Regions from separate parts of the Drosophila melanogaster genome. Here regions 1 and 3 are each linked to region 2. A link is a contact called in public Hi-C and HiChIP or PLAC-seq data. All regions are on one chromosome and are shown on one strand. The core of a region is the stretch at or near the end of the contact, and the rest is flanking DNA. Distances in the headings are between cores, read along the strand shown. Region 1 holds the start of CG16952. Region 2 holds the start of CG5800. Region 3 holds the start of Cdc50 (Cell division cycle 50).

Evidence for each region. Hi-C and Micro-C count contacts between places; a contact is called where the count stands out from the background. HiChIP or PLAC-seq counts read pairs in DNA pulled down with a chosen protein or histone mark.
Region 1: a POLR2A S2P HiChIP or PLAC-seq map of the Kc167 cell line shows a contact between it and region 2, with 5 times the contacts expected there. The contact joins the promoter of CG16952 here to the promoter of CG5800 in region 2. A contact is called at or near these places in 23 of 107 Hi-C or Micro-C datasets (the Kc167 cell line, the S2 cell line, brain and 6 more) and 1 of 6 datasets of contacts at active chromatin or transcription factors (the Kc167 cell line).
Region 3: a contact with region 2 is called in a Hi-C map of the Kc167 cell line, with 2.5 times the contacts expected there. The contact joins the promoter of Cdc50 here to the promoter of CG5800 in region 2. A contact is called at or near these places in 27 of 107 Hi-C or Micro-C datasets (the Kc167 cell line, the ML-DmBG3-c2 cell line, the S2 cell line and 9 more) and 1 of 6 datasets of contacts at active chromatin or transcription factors (the Kc167 cell line).

Annotation. Positions count from the first base shown.
Region 1 is chrX:15,868,365-15,872,086 of dm6, reverse strand. It overlaps CG16952, which reads right to left and starts at 1,904. Exons shown (of 6, transcript NM_001298375.1): 1 at 1,599-1,904; 2 at 564-726; 3 at 118-228; 4 at 1-57. It overlaps Gapdh2 (Glyceraldehyde 3 phosphate dehydrogenase 2), which reads right to left. Exons shown (of 2, transcript NM_080714.4): 2 at 2,426-3,722. The coding sequence ends at 2,753.
Region 2 is chrX:17,633,950-17,637,621 of dm6, reverse strand. It overlaps CG5800, which reads right to left and starts at 1,341. Exons shown (of 2, transcript NM_133002.2): 1 at 868-1,341; 2 at 1-791. The coding sequence starts at 1,254. It overlaps CG8289, which reads left to right and starts at 1,578. Exons shown (of 3, transcript NM_133001.3): 1 at 1,578-2,280; 2 at 2,645-3,048; 3 at 3,269-3,672. The coding sequence starts at 1,696. The coding sequence ends at 3,290.
Region 3 is chrX:16,438,999-16,442,745 of dm6, reverse strand. It overlaps Cdc50 (Cell division cycle 50), which reads left to right and starts at 1,450. Exons shown (of 7, transcript NM_001298398.2): 1 at 1,450-1,604; 2 at 1,821-2,089; 3 at 2,334-2,529; 4 at 2,584-2,919; 5 at 2,984-3,149; 6 at 3,232-3,322; 7 at 3,460-3,747. The coding sequence starts at 1,544. The coding sequence ends at 3,247. rngo (rings lost) reads right to left here and starts at 1,193. Exons shown (of 4, transcript NM_001298399.1): 1 at 726-1,193. The coding sequence starts at 963.

The sequences.
Region 1 (3,722 bases), core at 655-3,154, 1.8 Mb after region 2:
CATGCTTCTAATGCCTGTATATACGGTTTTTAGCAGCGCGTTAATAACAACCTGGTTCTGAAAAAAAGCGATCTATAAGATACAACATAGCAACTATATAATTTATTTGTTCGTTACCTTTTTGTGCAAGGATTCTTTCAGCATTTTATAAATTCAGCTTTGGGAACTCCTTGAACCCTTAACAAAAAAGTATTTTCTCGTGAACATGATGACACCAGACAGATCTTTCTGAAATTAAGATAAAAACAAATTTAGTAACATATTTTTAAAGAAAAAAGAAAATAATATTGTTAATATCAAAGTAACTATATTATCATTCTTTTCTAGCTAAAAAAAAAAACAATAGGTTTCCTATAAACATCAATGTTAATCTTGTTGCTGCTAACATTTTAATGTTATGTTATCGAAAAACAAAAGTTAACAGTTGTTTCAAGTTGTGGCCACGCCTTTTCCGCCCCCTCACATGTAAAAAACTCGCAGGACATGCATTTTTAATGTTTTTGGAGAGAATCTCTTGTTAATTTTAGTTTTTCATATACCTTATTTAAATAACCAGTACAAACCTGTGCTATTGCATTCAGTCTTCGAGATCCAATTGTTTACTGTTTTTGATAAGAAGCCAACCGATTGGCCAGCTTAAAATCCTAGAGCCCCCAAAAGTTATTCATGTTTGCAGGAAAGTTTAGCCTTGAAAAATTTGTTTCGAGCCTAAATAATGTTGTTTATCTGGAAGATATTGTTTTAAAAGATATAAATTAGCACACACATGCACGCATACATGGCAACATATCGACAAAATAAACAACGAAAAGTGGGACCATTATATTATGTACATACATAGATTTTTGAGTAGGTGCTACATTGACCCACATATGTATGTATATATTTGAAACTAAATGGGACATTCCCACTTAGAAAAATAAGAAAATCACATTTTAAAGCTGTAACAGCAAGCATTTGCTTTGCATTTGAAGGGAATTTGTTAAGCAAAAGTAGAAATATTATGAATCTTTTTACAAACTTCCACTGTTACATTTTTGAAACCATTAAAAGCAAGCACTTTACATTCTAATATTTCGTTTCTCTTAAATCCACAAAATACATACACACATATATACTCTTATGTACACACGAAGTTGCCAATACGACAGTGCCATATGTACATATGTATATGTATGTATAAACAGTTCACATCTGCAGCCAAATACACATTCTTACAAGACTTTTTCCAGCATTTTTAACCGCTATTTAAATTGGACTATATTTTCCAAAACTCATTCATGAACAACATTGAAATGTTAAAATTACATGCACAAAAATAGATGAGCATATGTATAGAGAAACGCACTGTTGCACATGTGCAACTGAACATCTATTAAAATTTCTATACATGTGTACAATTTGCATTGAAAAACATTACAAGTTACGGTATAATGTTAACAAAGATATTCGAAATGTTTAGCCACCGTTTATAAATATTAATTATTAAAGCGTCCGCACGTATATCTCCAACATACATACATATGTATATACCAATATGTATACAGATTTATGTTCACTACGCACATACGTAAGATGTGAACTCGAGATGATTTTACCCGATGCACTTATGTTTCATTATATTTCGTTGGGGAAAATGTGTACCACACACACACTGCACAATCGTTAAATTCGCTCGGAAAACATACTCTTTGTTCGCCCCGTCAGTTTTACACAAGTTATGGCGTTTTCACTCGGTAACTTTCATTTACATTCATCAAGAACCAGAAGTCTTGAACTCTTATGCTGATTTGTGTCCGTTTGTTGCTACTGCATGTTGAATAATTCACATTTTATTTTAAGGTTTCATCAATTGATTATTTTATTTACATGCCAGTATTAAAATGTTCTGAAAATTAGTGTGCCCGTGTGAGAAAATTAATCGAAAAGACGGTATAGCAAGCGATTAAATATCGATAACGATATAATGGTGAAGTGCTGTTGAAATGATGCAGTCAACCAAAATATTTGATTATATTTGCCAATTATGCAAATATAAATCGGCAGAGAAACATTATTTTCTCAGAAATGTATCCAAAAAGCCAGGCTTACACAGACAATATGCCACCGTTAGTCTCTCCAAATATCGATAACTTCTGTTTATACATTGCTTCAACTGAAGGGTTTAAGGTCGCTCTTATCGAAATCTGTAAAAGCCCGATTTTTGCCGATAACAATACCATAGAATCAGGCTCATTTAAAATTATTTGAAAACTTTAACAAGTTATGTAATCATTCAAAAACCAATCGACTTAAAAAAAATATCGACACATTTCTGTTATATATATATTACTTCCAAATATAGCAAATGAAAAAAACAATTTAAAGTAATACTCATACTATTTTAGGTATTTCAACGGTTTATACCAAATAAAAAGGCAAAAATAAATATTTAAATGCTTATGAGTCGGCATTTTTAAAACTACACACAGAGTGAAACTTTATTCAACAACAGTAAACATATTTATGTGTATAATGGATGTATTATATTAATAATTTTCCAATGTGGCTGGTAATTGAAGAGCGAAAACAGTAGCATTTCAGAGCATAGCGCATATGTATGTAGGTGATGCTCCACCGGGGAGCAATATATATATAAGTTATGTGATGCCATTTTCAGGCCGTTTCTGAAGTGTCTCACCCCATTCTACCGCGCCCTAATCTTTAACTTTTACGTAGAGTGTGGGTGGGTAGTGTTCTTGGTGTTCCACATTTAATCCTTGCTCTGCATGTACTTGATCAGGTCGATGACGCGGTTGGAGTAGCCAAACTCGTTGTCGTACCAAGAGATCAGCTTCACGAACTTGTCGTTTAGCGAAATGCCAGCCTTGGCATCGAACACCGACGAGTGGGTGTCGCTGAGGAAATCGGTAGAAACGACCTCCTCATCGGTGTATCCCAGGATACCCTTCAGGGGTCCGTTGGCGGCCTCCTGAACCTTGGCCTTAATTTCATCATAGGACGCACCCTTGCCCAAGCGCACGGTCAAATCGACCACGGAAACGTTGGGAGTGGGCACACGGAATGCCATTCCGGTGAGCTTACCGTTGAGGGCGGGGATAACCTTGCCCACGGCCTTGGCAGCTCCAGTGGAAGCTGGAATGATGTTCTGGGCAGCGCCACGTCCATCACGCCACAACTTGCCGGAAGGTCCATCGACGGTCTTCTGGGTAGCGGTGGTGGCATGAACGGTGGTCATCAGACCCTCGACGATCTCGAAGTTGTCGTTGATCACCTTGGCCAGAGGAGCCAAGCAGTTGGTGGTGCACGATGCGTTGGAGACCACCTTCATGTCGGGCTTGTAGGCATCCAAGTTGACGCCGCAAACGAACATGGGAGCATCGGCGGATGGGGCCGAGATGATAACCTTCTTGGCACCGCCCTTCAAGTGAGTGGATGCCTTGTCGATGGTGGTGAACACGCCAGTGGACTCCACGATGTATTCGGCACCAGCGCTGGCCCAGTTGATGTTGGCCGGGTCGCGTTCGCTGAAGACGGTGATCTTCTGGCCGTTGACCACCAGGAAACCGCCCTCGGCGGCAACGGTGCCCTTAAAACGTCCGTGGGTCGAATCGAACTTGAACAGGTAGACCATGTAGTTCACATCGATGAAGGGATCGTTGACGGCCACAACGTTGGCGCCCTTATCAATGGCGGCGCGGAGAACCAAGCGGCCGATGCGA
Region 2 (3,672 bases), core at 92-2,591:
ACATCAGTGGAGAACATAACGACGTGGCTCTTGCGAAGGAAATCCTCGTAGATGGCAATGCGACGATCCTGATGGAGCGTTCCATAGAGAGCCAGCAGCGGGCTACCCGGCCGCAGTTTACAAAATATCTCGTACAGGTACTTGGCCTGCTTGCAACTGGCCACGAACACAATGATCTTCTGCTTCAAATGGTTCTTGATGAACGACCACAGCATGGTGATCTTGTCCTCCAGGTTCAACACCACATAACTCTGCTGCAAAAGCTCAGGAACTGCCAAGACAGCTGTGTTCGGAGTCTTCTTCGTGCTGGCGCTGGGCTCTTCTCTTGGCGTCGCTCCTCCGTAGCCTACGTAGACCGGATCCTTTAGATTAAGCCTCGCCAAATCCTGCACCGTATTCGTTTGCGTGGCCGAGAATAGCAGCGTTTGACGCACTGGTGGGAAATTTTCTATGATTGAATTCAGGGTCTTCTGGAAACCCATATCCAAACAGCGATCGGCTTCATCCAGGACCAACATCTCCATGGTGCTCGTATTAAAGAGAGGATTCTCGTCCATGTGCTGCAGCAGCCTTCCGGGTGTGCAGATCAGTATGTTGCACTGGTCCATGCGAGTGCGCTCGAACTTCAGGTTCTTGCCTCCGATGATGAGGCCGGCGGAGAAGTCGTGGTGCTTTCCCACCTTCTTTAGGGTCTCGAAGATCTGGTAGGCTAGCTCGCGGGTGGGCGAGATGATGATAGCGCCAACGCCATCGGTGCGCGACCATTTGTTCATGAACAGATGCTCCAGAACCTGCAATAAATGGACCATTGCATATATAACTTACAGCCGGCAATTTCTTTCGAAGAAGGGACGAGGACCAACTTACGGGTATGAGAAAGGCCAGTGTCTTGCCACTGCCTGTGATGGCCGCGCCCAGCACATCCTTGCCCTGCAGTGCGGGTCCAATGCTGTCCCGCTGCACCTGCGTGGGATGCACGAATTTGGACTCCGCCAGTGCCTTTTGGGTCTTCTTGGACAGCGGAAACTGGGCGAACTTCTTAATGGCAGTAGCATCGATCTCTGCGTATTTGGTCTTGAGGTCCTGGATCTCCGCTTCGGTGGCGGCCAGTCGCGACTTGTTGATCTCCTGGCGCGGACGCTTCTGGCTGTTGTCGCCGCTTTTCCGGCCACCACCAGCTCCTTTGAACGTGCCGGATCCCGGCTTGAAACGCGAACCCGGTTTGCCGGGTCCCTTGGGTTTCTGGCGCTGCATACCCTCTGTTTATTGACCAAAATGCGGTCGTTTCGAAACGTATTGAAATTCGCACGCGGTTGGAATTAGGGATGAGAGAAGAAACGATTATTCAATCGATTAATTCGCATTTCAAGTCGAATGTATCGACCACTAATTTGTATTACCGTTTCTAGAAATTTGGAAAGAATTAATTTTCTTACTTTCTTACTTCGATTCGATCTCGGGATCTCGATTGATAAACATTAAATAAATATTCCCAGGAAATATAAATATATATATATTTATAAAACTGCATATCCCGACTTCGTGATTTTTTGTTTCTTGCAGTCTGGTAACACTGCCAAGTGTACAGTCGTCAAAAAACTCTATAAAGAATTTGTTTTGCTGGTACGCGGCAATTGAAATCGCCACCGTAGAGCAAATTGGACGTTGTCACACAACCGGATAAACAAGTGCATTATGGCCAAGGCGAGTAAGAAGGTGGCAGAAAGTAAGCGCAGGAACGGAGTCGCCAACGAGAGCGAAAACGAGGAGATTGACCAGCAAAAGTCCAATGGGACAGGTCGATCGTCCAGGAAGACGCCGAACAAACGAAAGGCCAAACTGACTGTGGCCTCTGACAGCGAAGACAGCGATTGCCAGACCTCTACCTCCAACGTGGATGTACCAGCTGCAAGGAACAAGCGCAAGGTGGGCAAGGCCAGGAACGCCACCACTTCGCCCCGCAAAAATGGCAAAAAAATCGTTATAGAGGATTCGGATGATGATGCTAATCATTCCGATGTAGACCCTAGTGCCGACAGTTCGCCAAGGAAGCCAAATATCAAACGCCAGACACGGCGATCCGTGCGCGGTGAAACGGAAGATAGCAATGAACTGCCCTCCACCTCCAAAGCCTCTGCACATGCATCAAGTCCGATCAAGAAGCGCAAGCTGAGCAGGGCTTCGACTTCTTCCGTCAAAAATGGCAAGAAGGTTGCTGAAAAGGATTCGGAATCCGATGTCGATGCTGGAACAGAGGATGAGAAATCAGCTCAACCCCAGGTGAGACATCAATTCGAGAAATCAAAAAATACTAGACCCAATTAGATATTGAACCCTCAGTAAATTCTACGAAATTCTAGTCAGCAATTACAAAACATTGAGACTCAAAACCTTTCGAAAAGGTTAGATTATGATGACTGTACTATTATTCGAAATCATTAGCGCTAACTGGCGTACATATAAAAATGTATGCTTTTAAAACATTACACTGAAACGCTGATGAGAAAGTGTAGTCAGTTGAGAGTAATTTCGTTATATGGCGGTTATCTTGGCCAAAAATGCCTCATACTTTAAGATTCATTTTATTTATAGGACAGTATTTTGATCAATGAAGTCCAACTTTTTTATCTTTGCTGCTTTGCAGAAGGTTGCAGCTAAATCGAAGTCCTCGCCAAACGCTAAGAAGGCTAAGGGACGTGGTCGACGGAACGCCGGCACCAAGAAAGCCGACGATTCAATCGACCCAGAAAAGCAATGGGAAGTCGAAAAAATTCTTGATCACGTTGCCACCAAGGAGGGCGACATGTTTAAGATCCGATGGAAGAAGTATGGACCGAAGGATGATTCCTGGGAGCCGAGTAAGAATCTGGCGTGCGATGCGCTTATCGAAAAGTTTATGCGGAAACAAGCAACCCAGGAGAACGTGGACGTTAAGGAGCTGCGCGAATCGCCCAAGAAGACCGAGCGCCTCGTCGATGAATGCTATCCCAGGACAAATCTGCACAATCGTATTGAACGCTCCTCGAAGCGCTCTTCCGCCAAAAACCGGTGCGTTTAATATCTCTATATACACAATAAGGTTAGAATAACGACACAGCTGTGAAGTATTAAATTCAGTTATTCCTCAGTTGATACTTTCAGTTTATATTTGCCCGTTTCGTTGCTTAATTTCACGCATTGTGTCTGATTTCTTCATTATTTTGTTTATAGTTTTGATATCCACACTCAACCATGTTACTCATATGTCAATAAACCTTTATACTTTCAGCATTTTCTACGGCGAGGAGTGAGGAAGGGCAACAAGGAAGGAAATCCATGTAGGAATTTAGTACACTTTTTTTTTTTTACATATAATATTACAACACATGCGGACCGAAGTACGCGGAAAGGTGACCCATGGCGGCTCCAGTTAGATTTTAACGGAAAATTTCCCTTATCGTTATTGGTTTTAAAAAAGCTCGCGGGCGGAGCCAATCCACATCATGTCCACAATCCTGACTATTGGCGGACAACTTTACGGGCAACACAAATAACTAAATATTAAATTCGGATTTTAGTACATAAGTAAAAAGGACAGGCAATCGACTGCATCACAGTGCGTACATACATGTAGTATTATATCTGGTTAATTGCACTCAACCAGCGTAGAATGTAAGGCATCATTTCTGTAGC
Region 3 (3,747 bases), core at 201-2,700, 1.2 Mb after region 2:
CGCATTCAGGGGTCAACAAAACAGTGGTCCGGCCACAGTGGGCGGCCCAAGTGGGTGGATCCATGGGGCTGAGACTGAGGCAAAGGCAACGCACCTGCTGCTGCTCCTCCACTTTCATTGGTATGCCCATTCCTCACCGAACCCGAACCCCCCTCTCTGCTGCAGTGGAAACAGCACACACTTCCAGTGTTCTTTCCCGTGTCTGTGTGCCGCTGTTTTTTTGGAATTTGCGAAAAGAAAGTCAGACGAAGCAAGGCGTTTATTTTTAACACCAATTGCGCCGCAAAAAGATGAGCTGTGCTCGCTGCGCTTTTCCATAAAAATCTAGCAACTAATAACGCCAACAAATTAAAAAAAAAATGAGCACAGTTCAAATTTCACATTGCAAAAGTATTGTTAAATGAAATGTTCGCACTACGTATTCGGGGTTTCCCGGTTTTTCCTAAATATTATGTTGCTGAAGTATTTTTTAAGCGACATTTGAATATAAACGTGTTATGGATCATGTAGGACAATAATTAATTTTATTATTGTGCGAATTCGCGTTATCTGACCAATGAACCCCCTTCACCATCCTCCAAAACACACTCAAGATCCCCCCCCCTCCACGGGGAAAAACGTGACCCACATAAGGATAATGGCTCCCCCTCTCTTCACCCCGCTCTTTCCACTTTCCCATCTCGTTTCCATTCCAACGCCGAATTTCAACTCTCTCTCTCTCTCACCTGGGCGATTGGCGCTCCTGCGTCGTTCCAGCATGATGAAGTCGCCGTCGCCGACTCCGCACTGTTGCAGCGTCTGTTTGTCGCTGGAAAGCTCCCGCCCGTTGAAAATTACCGCTATTTGGGACACTTCCGCACCGATCTCCATCGCGCAGAGGGCCTTGAGATTCTCCAGCTCAAGATCCTGGGCCACGTCCAAGCAGAAGACCTTGTCATCGCTGGTCGTCACTGTGATTTTCATTGCCGCTGCGTACTGTGTGTATGTGTGTTGGCGTTTCTGTGTTACCGTGGTTTAGGTGGATCGAATGTTAGCGAGCGCGGGTATGTACTGCACTGGTGGGTGGCAAAGTGAATCACAATCTCTGCTGGTCTAGCCTTTTCGCCTTTATCTTTGCTAGCTGGATGGGTGTGCTGATATTCTGCTGCTCGCTTATTGTTTTGACACAACAACGAAAACGCCGCCTCCACGCGGTTGCATGCGACGCCTTATCGATACTATTCGCGGTCTGACTATCGATAGTTGAATGGGATGGCTAGAGCATTGCTCATTTGGAGGTATTACGACGAATTTGGAGAGACAAATGATTTTCCTCTTACCTTAGTTTAACATATTTCTCAAAGGTAAGCCAAATGGAGCAAAAGCTAAATATAGATAAAATTTCATCGATATATACCATCACTGCAGGTATCGATACATATCGATGACTCATGTGCTGTCATCGAAATTTTATTGTATTTACTTTATTCAATTGGAGTCACTTGCAGCGTTTGGACACCAAGGAGCTTTTCGAGGAGCATAGCGAGAAACCAGATAAGCCACCATGTCCACACAGCAAGCGGAGAATGAGGAGAGTGCAGCGGCGAAGTCCAAGCGACCTTCAGGTGAAAACCCAGTTTCATGCGAGTCGCCCCATCCAAATCCCAATCCCCCAATAACACACTCACACACACTTGTCTGCGTAACAAGTGATAAGGAGGGGAATGACTAATATCCAATGGCAAATCGATTTTCGGGGCCCATCCTGGTGTCCCTGCATTAACCATGAGGTCATGCCAAGTCGCTCACGTTTGCCCGTTTCCCATGTTGTCCACCCACAGATTCGGCCTTCAAGCAACAGCGCCTGCCCGCCTGGCAGCCCGTCCTGACCGCCCGCACCGTACTGCCCACCTTCTTCGTTATCGGAGTTCTATTCATACCCATCGGCGTGGTCCTGCTCCACCTGAGCAACACCGCCAACGAGCTGATCATCGACTACACCAAGTGCAGGCGCTCGGGCGGAAATACCACCTGTGCGGAGTATCTGGAGGCCAACCCCGGCGTTACGTGCCCCTGCGAGGTGCCCTTCGTCCTGCCCTCGGACTTCAATGTGAGTTATAGGGATCCAGAGCTTCAGTAGCTGTCCAGCTCAATTAATCAGCTCTTAGTTTAGGTAGTGAAGTAGTTCAAATGAAAAGCTATATGCTGCTTTTATAATCTGCAAGGCATTTATCAACATTGCTTTTAGCAGGTTTGGAAAAGATATTGATGATATTGATAGTGGATTTGGATTCCTTATAATACTTTAGAAAGAGATTCTCATTTAAGTATTTCGTTAACTTCCTTTTTTAAAGGGTGTGGTATACATGTACTACGGACTGACCAACTACTATCAGAACCATCGGCGCTATGTGAAGTCACGGGACGACGAGCAGCTGCTGGGTCACCTGTCGCAAACGCCCAGTACAGACTGTGCCCCCTTCGCCTATGATCCCGATTCCGGAAAGCCCATCGCGCCCTGCGGTGCCATTGCCAACTCGCTGTTCAATGGTGCGGCACAGAAACTACCTTGACTGTACCGCAACTAACATTGATATCTTCCAGACACGCTGACCCTCTTGCAGGGTGGATCCGAGATCAAGCTGCTGAAGACGGGCATTGCCTGGCCGTCGGACAAGCGCGTCAAGTTCCGAAACCCAGAGGGTAACCTGAACGTCTCCCTTGAGGGCTTCTCAAAGCCAATTTTCTGGCAGAAGGGTCTGGCCGACCTGGACCCGGAGAATCCGGACAACAATGGCTTCCAGAACGAGGATCTGATCGTGTGGATGCGCACCGCCGCTCTGCCCAGCTTCCGGAAGCTATATCGCCGTCTCAACCAAACGAACACCAACTATGCCAACGGCCTGAAGTCTGGCAATTATACGCTTAACATTAAGTATAGTAAGTACGAATGGCTGGGATATCGCGAATGCTGTATCTAATGTATTTGTGTTTTGCCCTTCAGATTATCCGGTGGTGTCGTTCGACGGCACGAAGCGAATGATACTCTCCACCACATCCGTGCTCGGTGGCAAGAACCCGTTCCTGGGCATTGCGTACATTGTGGTGGGTGCCATTTGCATCACCCTGGGCCTGGCCCTGCTATTTATTCATATGCGATGCAGTCGCAGGTGAGTTGATCATCGCACATCGTTGATTCATCCTCATTGTACCGATCGTCATTCATCCTGCCCTTATCCCCCACTCCCACAGCATTATAGTTCATTAAGTCTGCTAAGAGTCGAGTATTTCATTCCCCATTGAAGCCGAATCGTTTCTCATGGCCAAATTAGCGTTTTGCTCGGTGCGCGATAAGTATTGACAATTAAGTAGCGTTTGATAGTAGCGTTTTACCTAATCGGGCACTGGCCAAAATGATTGACACCTCCTATACTAAGGGCTCTTGAACTAATCATGGTTTTATTTCTGTTTACCCAACAGCAACATGGAGATGATCAACGTGAACCCGCACACGCAGTACTCCTAGACCGAGCACCGTCAGTATTCCGGGCCGCTTCACTTAGCTTTAGTAGATCCATTTCTTTAAGCCTTATCAGCATAAAATAGTTTCTATTAACCCATTTCCATTAACGTGTTCTCGACTGCTCTTCTATTTTTTATGTTTTCTAACTGTGTGCACTTGGCCACGCGATGAGCAGCTGTCCAAGTGCCTTTTGTTGATGTTCTGTTCGTCCTTGATCCTATATGTGTGCACCCAATTTGTGATTT